Regions from separate parts of the Mus musculus genome. Here region 1 is linked to region 2. A link is a contact called in public HiChIP or PLAC-seq data. All regions are on one chromosome and are shown on one strand. Each heading gives the region's core, a stretch centred on a gene start, on an enhancer-like site or on the middle of the called end of the contact. The rest is flanking DNA. Distances are from core to core; before and after follow the strand shown. Region 1 holds the start of Lin28a (lin-28 homolog A (C. elegans)). Region 2 overlaps Rps6ka1 (ribosomal protein S6 kinase polypeptide 1).

Region 1 (2,700 bases), core at 25-2,524, 150 kb before region 2:
GACCAGGGCAGTGGCCACCCCTCTGGTCCACCCTCTTTATCTTCTAGTAGGGAGTTTACCTCTTTAAATGAGAAGCCTCTCTCTATCCAGTCTTTTCACCAGTCATACTACCCGAAGGGTAGCTCAATTTAGGATGGTGACTGAGAACAGGAGGGTCTGGGAATTAGAGTGTCCCGGGTCTTGGAGGAAGTGCCTCCACCCACCAATCTATTCTCTTCCACCAACGGATGGGACAGGACGGGACGCGGCAGGCAGGGGCCCGATGAGAACACAGCTACCACAGAGGGCATTCTTCGAGGTTTCCACATGCTCTCTCAGGGAGCTGTACCTGGAAGCAACTTTAGGTGTAGGCTTAGGAGGGAGCGAAGGACTCTTTGCACAGAATCAACTAGGAGCTTGTTTCTCACTGGGACAAACCCAGAGAAACTGTTGTTGAAATTTGGAGATTGAGGCATCCAGTAGCACCCAGAGACAGGCCGAGTTTGAGAGGCAGCACCTAGGTTAAGACAGATCAGCTCGGTGGGGTCTCCAGCCGCTTCCTTGCACCCCTATCCCGGCTTCCTAATGTCCAGAACTCCAGGTCTATCTAAGCACACGGAGGTGGGGGGTGAGAGCAGGTCAGCGCCAAGCAGCCGGGTCAGCTCTGAGGCCTGAGGGGAAAGAGGGGGAGGGGCGCTGAGGGGCTGGGGGAGGGGGAGGGCTCATCCATTTCTCCCTTGACAGGTGGTTTGTGTTTCTGATTGGACAGCGCCACCAGGCTCACACCTCCCTCCCCCAACTCTCTGGAATGTATAATTATCTGCCCGGGGGGTGGGGGTGGTGTGTGTGTGTGTGTGTGTGTGTGTGTGTGTGTGTGTGTGTGTGTGTGTGTGTGGTCACGTGGTTATAAAACTACCCCCCCCCCGTTCCCCCCCACCTGTGTCCGCTTTGGATGCCCGCATTGAGTCCTCAAAGTGCAGGATCCCAAATTCTGGGGTACTGAAGACTTCCAGTGCAAAAGATCCCCATCTCCAGATGTGTGTATGTGGAGGGGGTGTCAAATCTCAAGGTTCTGGGAAGGGACACCCCAGAGGTGTCAGAGACCAGAGCAGTGGGGGAGGGCCGAAGCCAGAGCCAGAGGGAAAGGGAGGGGTAAGGAGAGAGGGGAGGGGAGGGGGCTGCCCGCGGGGGGTTGGGTCATTGTCTTTTAGAATTTGGGAGCCTTTGAAAAGCCGTGGGCCCTCCCACCGCTATTGTGCGGGGGAAGATGTAGCAGCCTCTTCTCCGAACCACCCCTTTGCCTCCGGACTTCTCTGGGGCCAGCAGCCGCCCGACCTGGGGCCCGGGGCCACGGGCTCAGCAGACGACCATGGGCTCGGTGTCCAACCAGCAGTTTGCAGGTTCGAGCTTGCGATTCAGCGGGCACACCTTAGGGTGCAGGGAGCCCAATGTCTAAATAGAAGGGAGGTGGGAAAGTGTCCCACGGACTTGTCCGCGGGACCCCCAAGTCCCTATGGCCTCCTGCTTCTGGGGGCCATCTCTGGACTAGGGAACCCTGGTGTTCCAGTGGCTTGTACACCGAGCCCGTGGGGGCGGAGGGAGAGAAGAGGAGGGGCCTGTCCCTCCGCGTGTGCACGGGCAACTTGTTGTGGGAAGACAAGCAAAACTTTTGGGGCGTCAGCATCCTCTGTGTAAGCTTGGGGAGGCAGCCAGGACAGGTTTCTTCTTACCAGCTGCTTGGTAGCTGCCTCCTCCTGGGTGTCTATCCGCGGGCTGACCACCGAGATCTCCCAGACGGGTCCCTGAGAGGGCCTGCGATCCCTTGGCCCCCAGCTGATCACCTGGCCCTCCCTATCTCCAGGTGGCTGCGCCAAGGCAGCGGAGAAGGCGCCAGAGGAGGCGCCGCCTGACGCGGCCCGAGCGGCAGACGAGCCGCAGCTGCTGCACGGGGCCGGCATCTGTAAGTGGTTCAACGTGCGCATGGGGTTCGGCTTCCTGTCTATGACCGCCCGCGCTGGGGTCGCGCTCGACCCCCCGGTGGACGTCTTTGTGCACCAGGTGAGACTCATTCTGGAACTTTGCTAGGGGAAAAAAAAGAAAAAGGCTGGGAGTTCCGAGGTACGGCCTTGGCTGGTGGCCCCTCCTGTCGGATTGGAGGAGATAAATACCCCTCATTGTGCGTCCCCATATTTTTCGGGACACCCCAGTTTTGAGTTTGTAGTAACTGCAGTTGTGCGAGGAGGCACTGCTGACTACCAGCACCCCCTCCCCGCCCCCTTCCGGGAACCCCTCCGGCTTACCACGTGTCTATTACCTCTTTCCCCTGGGAAGGGAGCAGGGGGCAGGGAGGTGACCCCATGTGGCAGAAACTAAGGTTGTATTGTGCTTGCCGGTGGGGGAGGGCCAGCAGGCCGACCAGGGAAGCACATGCAGGGCCTGAGCCGGGCGTTAGCGCCCTGAGTTCTAAAGGTCTGAGTCTAATTCATAGGGAGGAGAGAGTGTGAGCCATTTGCTACCCAACCTACGGGCGTGAACCTGCGACGTCAGGTTCTTCCCGTTTCAATGCAGACCTCAAGTCAGGTGGCCACCCAAAGCCAGGTCCTGTAGCCAGTGTAGGTTTGGCAGGTCCCGGAAGGATCAACGTGTGAGCTGAAAAGCTCCCCTAGAGGTCTGGCTACAGATCAGGGCTGGCAGGCACCTCTAGCTGTCCACCCGGTTCTG
Region 2 (2,700 bases), core at 191-2,690:
AAACCCTTCTTCTGGTCAGGCCCAAGTCTCTCCACCCCAAGGTTACTGCTAGAACCTGCACAGTGCCTGCAGCTAAGGATTCCTGACTCCTGTCTCTCTGTTACAGTATCCTTTTGGATGAGGAGGGCCACATCAAACTCACTGGTGAGTGAAGGGCACCTGCTCCTTTGGGCTCTGGGGAGGATAACCAGGCTCTGTCTGATAGGTCTCAGCTGATGGCTGTGTTTCCTGGGAGACGATGCCAGTTACATACATGCCAAAAACCTAGGCCTTGTTACTTAGTTATTTTTTGTGTGTGTATGGGAGTTTTGCCTATATTTGTATCTGTACCTCATGCATGTGTTGCCCAAAGAGGCTAGAGTTGCCTGCACCTGGTTGTTAACCATCGTGTGGGAGCTGGGAATGGAACCTGGGTTGTCTGGAAGAACAGCCAATATTCTTAACTGCTGAGCCATCTCTCGAGGCTCCCTAGGTCTCAGAGCAGACTGAGCTCTCACTGACAACCTTGGTGATACCTGGCTCCGGTCAGAGGAGCTAAGTGTGGTAGCCGTGGGCGTGGCAGGGATCCTAGAAGTGACTTCTCTGCCCTCCATGCTGCAGACTTTGGCCTGAGCAAGGAGGCCATAGACCATGAGAAGAAGGCTTACTCCTTCTGCGGGACAGTGGAGTACATGGCGCCCGAGGTTGTCAACCGCCAGGGTCACACCCACAGTGCAGACTGGTGGTCCTATGGGGTGCTGATGGTGAGTGTCCGGGCTCTGCTGCACACTGTTGTACTTTGTTTCCCTCGAAGAGCCGCGGGCTTTAGTCCACCTGCCTGAAGTACCACCCCTCACCTAACTTGGGAACTCTCCTCTGCTTCCTTCCTCTGGCTTTAGTGCTGCTCCTGGGTTCTAGGTTGGGAGGGGGGCAGAGGCAGGCACAGGCCTTGCTGCAGCTAGACTTAGACTGTAAAGTCTTAACAGGCCAGCAAGAATCCCCGGACTGCAGCAGGGTAGCCCGGGAAGGAGGGGGAGGGATGTGTGGGAGACAGAGAACAAGGCCACACCTATATGTTTCCTTTTCCCCCCGAAGTTTGAGATGCTGACGGGCTCCCTGCCCTTCCAGGGGAAGGACCGGAAGGAGACCATGACCTTGATTTTGAAGTAAGCACCAACACTGCCTGGCCCTCCAAGTTCTCCCTAATCCCACCCCAGTTGCAGGGCCAGTGAATTGCTTTTTCCCTGTCTGCAGACCCTTGCTGTCTGCCAGGGCCAGTGGGAAGTGTTCTTAATGTCTCTGGGAGGTGAGTTAGTGGCTGGCTTCTCTGGACTGAGCTGGAAAAGAGAAAGGGAAGGGGCTCTGGGACTCCTGGGTGGGGCTCAGCCCTGATGAGACCTGTGGCTGTTCCAGGGCGAAGCTAGGCATGCCCCAGTTTCTGAGCACGGAAGCCCAGAGCCTCCTGCGGGCCCTGTTCAAGAGGAATCCTGCCAATCGGCTTGGTAAGCAACCCCAGCTCAGAGGAGGGGACATGGCGGTGAGGATCAGGGTACAGCTGCAGCCTAGGCCACGGGGCCACATCTAGGACTGAAAGGAGCTGTTGTCCTTTGTGTGAGCAGACAATGCTGCTGGCCACCCTATTTTCTGGTTCCATGTATGGTGCTGGGAGGGTGACCTGTGTGGGGGGAAGGCAGGAACTGAGTCATTCATACCCCCTCAGGGACAAGGACACAGGCCCCCACACAGCTTCTCTGCCAAGGTTGCTGGCTCAAGGGAAGGCGCAGGAGCTTAGGAGCGAGAAAGGTCTCAGGCCTAGCTGTGTCTGTCCCCGCTGCCCGGCACCCAGCAGTACTGTAAACATTTGCTGAGGGATTGAATACGGTTTATGAGCCTGCGCTATGGCAGGGGACCCCACCTTTCCGAGCCCCAGGTTCCTGTGTCAGTGGAGACACTGATTCTGCCCTGGCTCCCGGGGATCTTTGATGAGAGAAGGACATTCCTGTTGTTCAGTGAAGTATACAGTATTTGCCGAGGTTTTTGGATGCTGGCTTTATCTGGATCACAACCAGCTAAGGTCCAGTCCAGGTCCCTGGGTTGAATCGAATGAGCGTTTGTCTCAGGGATAAAGACGAGAGGCAGTAGGAAAAGAAGGGCAGAGAGGAGGGGGGCCTGTGGCGGGAGTGGATGAAGGCCCTTGTTAGATCTCAAAAGAAGTCAGTCCAGCTTCTGTCAGGATTAATGCTTGGACAGGCTTCCCGTCCTGCCTGGCCCCTCCTTCCTCAGTACACCAGCAGAAGCTCCGTAACATAGGAAATACTGAGCGGGCTCCAGGCTTCAGGGTAGTGGGTACTGACGCAGGACATGGTGAACCCCTGCTGCCCTCCACGGTAGCAGCTGGTCCAGAGCCTGGAAGACAGAATGGGTGTCTGAGGTTGGCTTCATTTGGCTTCTTTCAGGCTCGGGCCCTGATGGGGCAGAGGAAATTAAGAGACATATCTTCTACTCCACCATTGACTGGAATGTGAGTGCCCGTGCCTGTGCCCTGTGATGGACGCAGGAAGGGTGGGGGAGGGGCCCCTGCCAACCGTGGCCTCAGCTGTGGGAGGTAGAAGGTGAGCAGCCCTTAACATGCCCTTGGAGGGGTGACTTCACGCCCTTGAAGGCTGCTCTCCCTTGCTGTTATCCACTGAGCAGCATAGCTTCTACTCTTCCTGTCGGGGC

What was found. HiChIP or PLAC-seq counts read pairs in DNA pulled down with a chosen protein or histone mark.
Region 1: an H3K27ac HiChIP or PLAC-seq map of embryonic stem cells shows a contact between it and region 2, with 6 read pairs. The contact joins the promoter of Lin28a here to the enhancer-like site in region 2. A contact is called at or near these places in 1 of 39 promoter capture datasets (macrophages), 4 of 115 datasets of contacts at active chromatin or transcription factors (effector CD8 T cells, embryonic stem cells and pancreatic cancer cells) and 2 of 9 other capture datasets (adipose tissue and pancreatic islet).

The regions. Positions count from the first base shown.
Region 1 is chr4:134,017,390-134,020,089 of GRCm38.p6, reverse strand. Lin28a (lin-28 homolog A (C. elegans)) reads left to right here and starts at 1,274. Exons shown (of 4, transcript NM_145833.1): 1 at 1,274-1,379; 2 at 1,841-2,037. The coding sequence starts at 1,349.
Region 2 is chr4:133,863,806-133,866,505 of GRCm38.p6, reverse strand. It overlaps Rps6ka1 (ribosomal protein S6 kinase polypeptide 1), which reads left to right. Exons shown (of 22, transcript NM_009097.5): 8 at 107-144; 9 at 601-743; 10 at 1,075-1,145; 11 at 1,393-1,481; 12 at 2,436-2,500. Among named protein-coding and RNA genes, the nearest start is that of Gm12977, 6.8 kb to the left of the region's middle. Within about 2 kb of position 1,440, at least 72 of the 459 cell types and tissues checked have an H3K27ac peak or open chromatin away from gene starts, as enhancers often do. A contact at or near this core is called in embryonic stem cells, where this site is marked.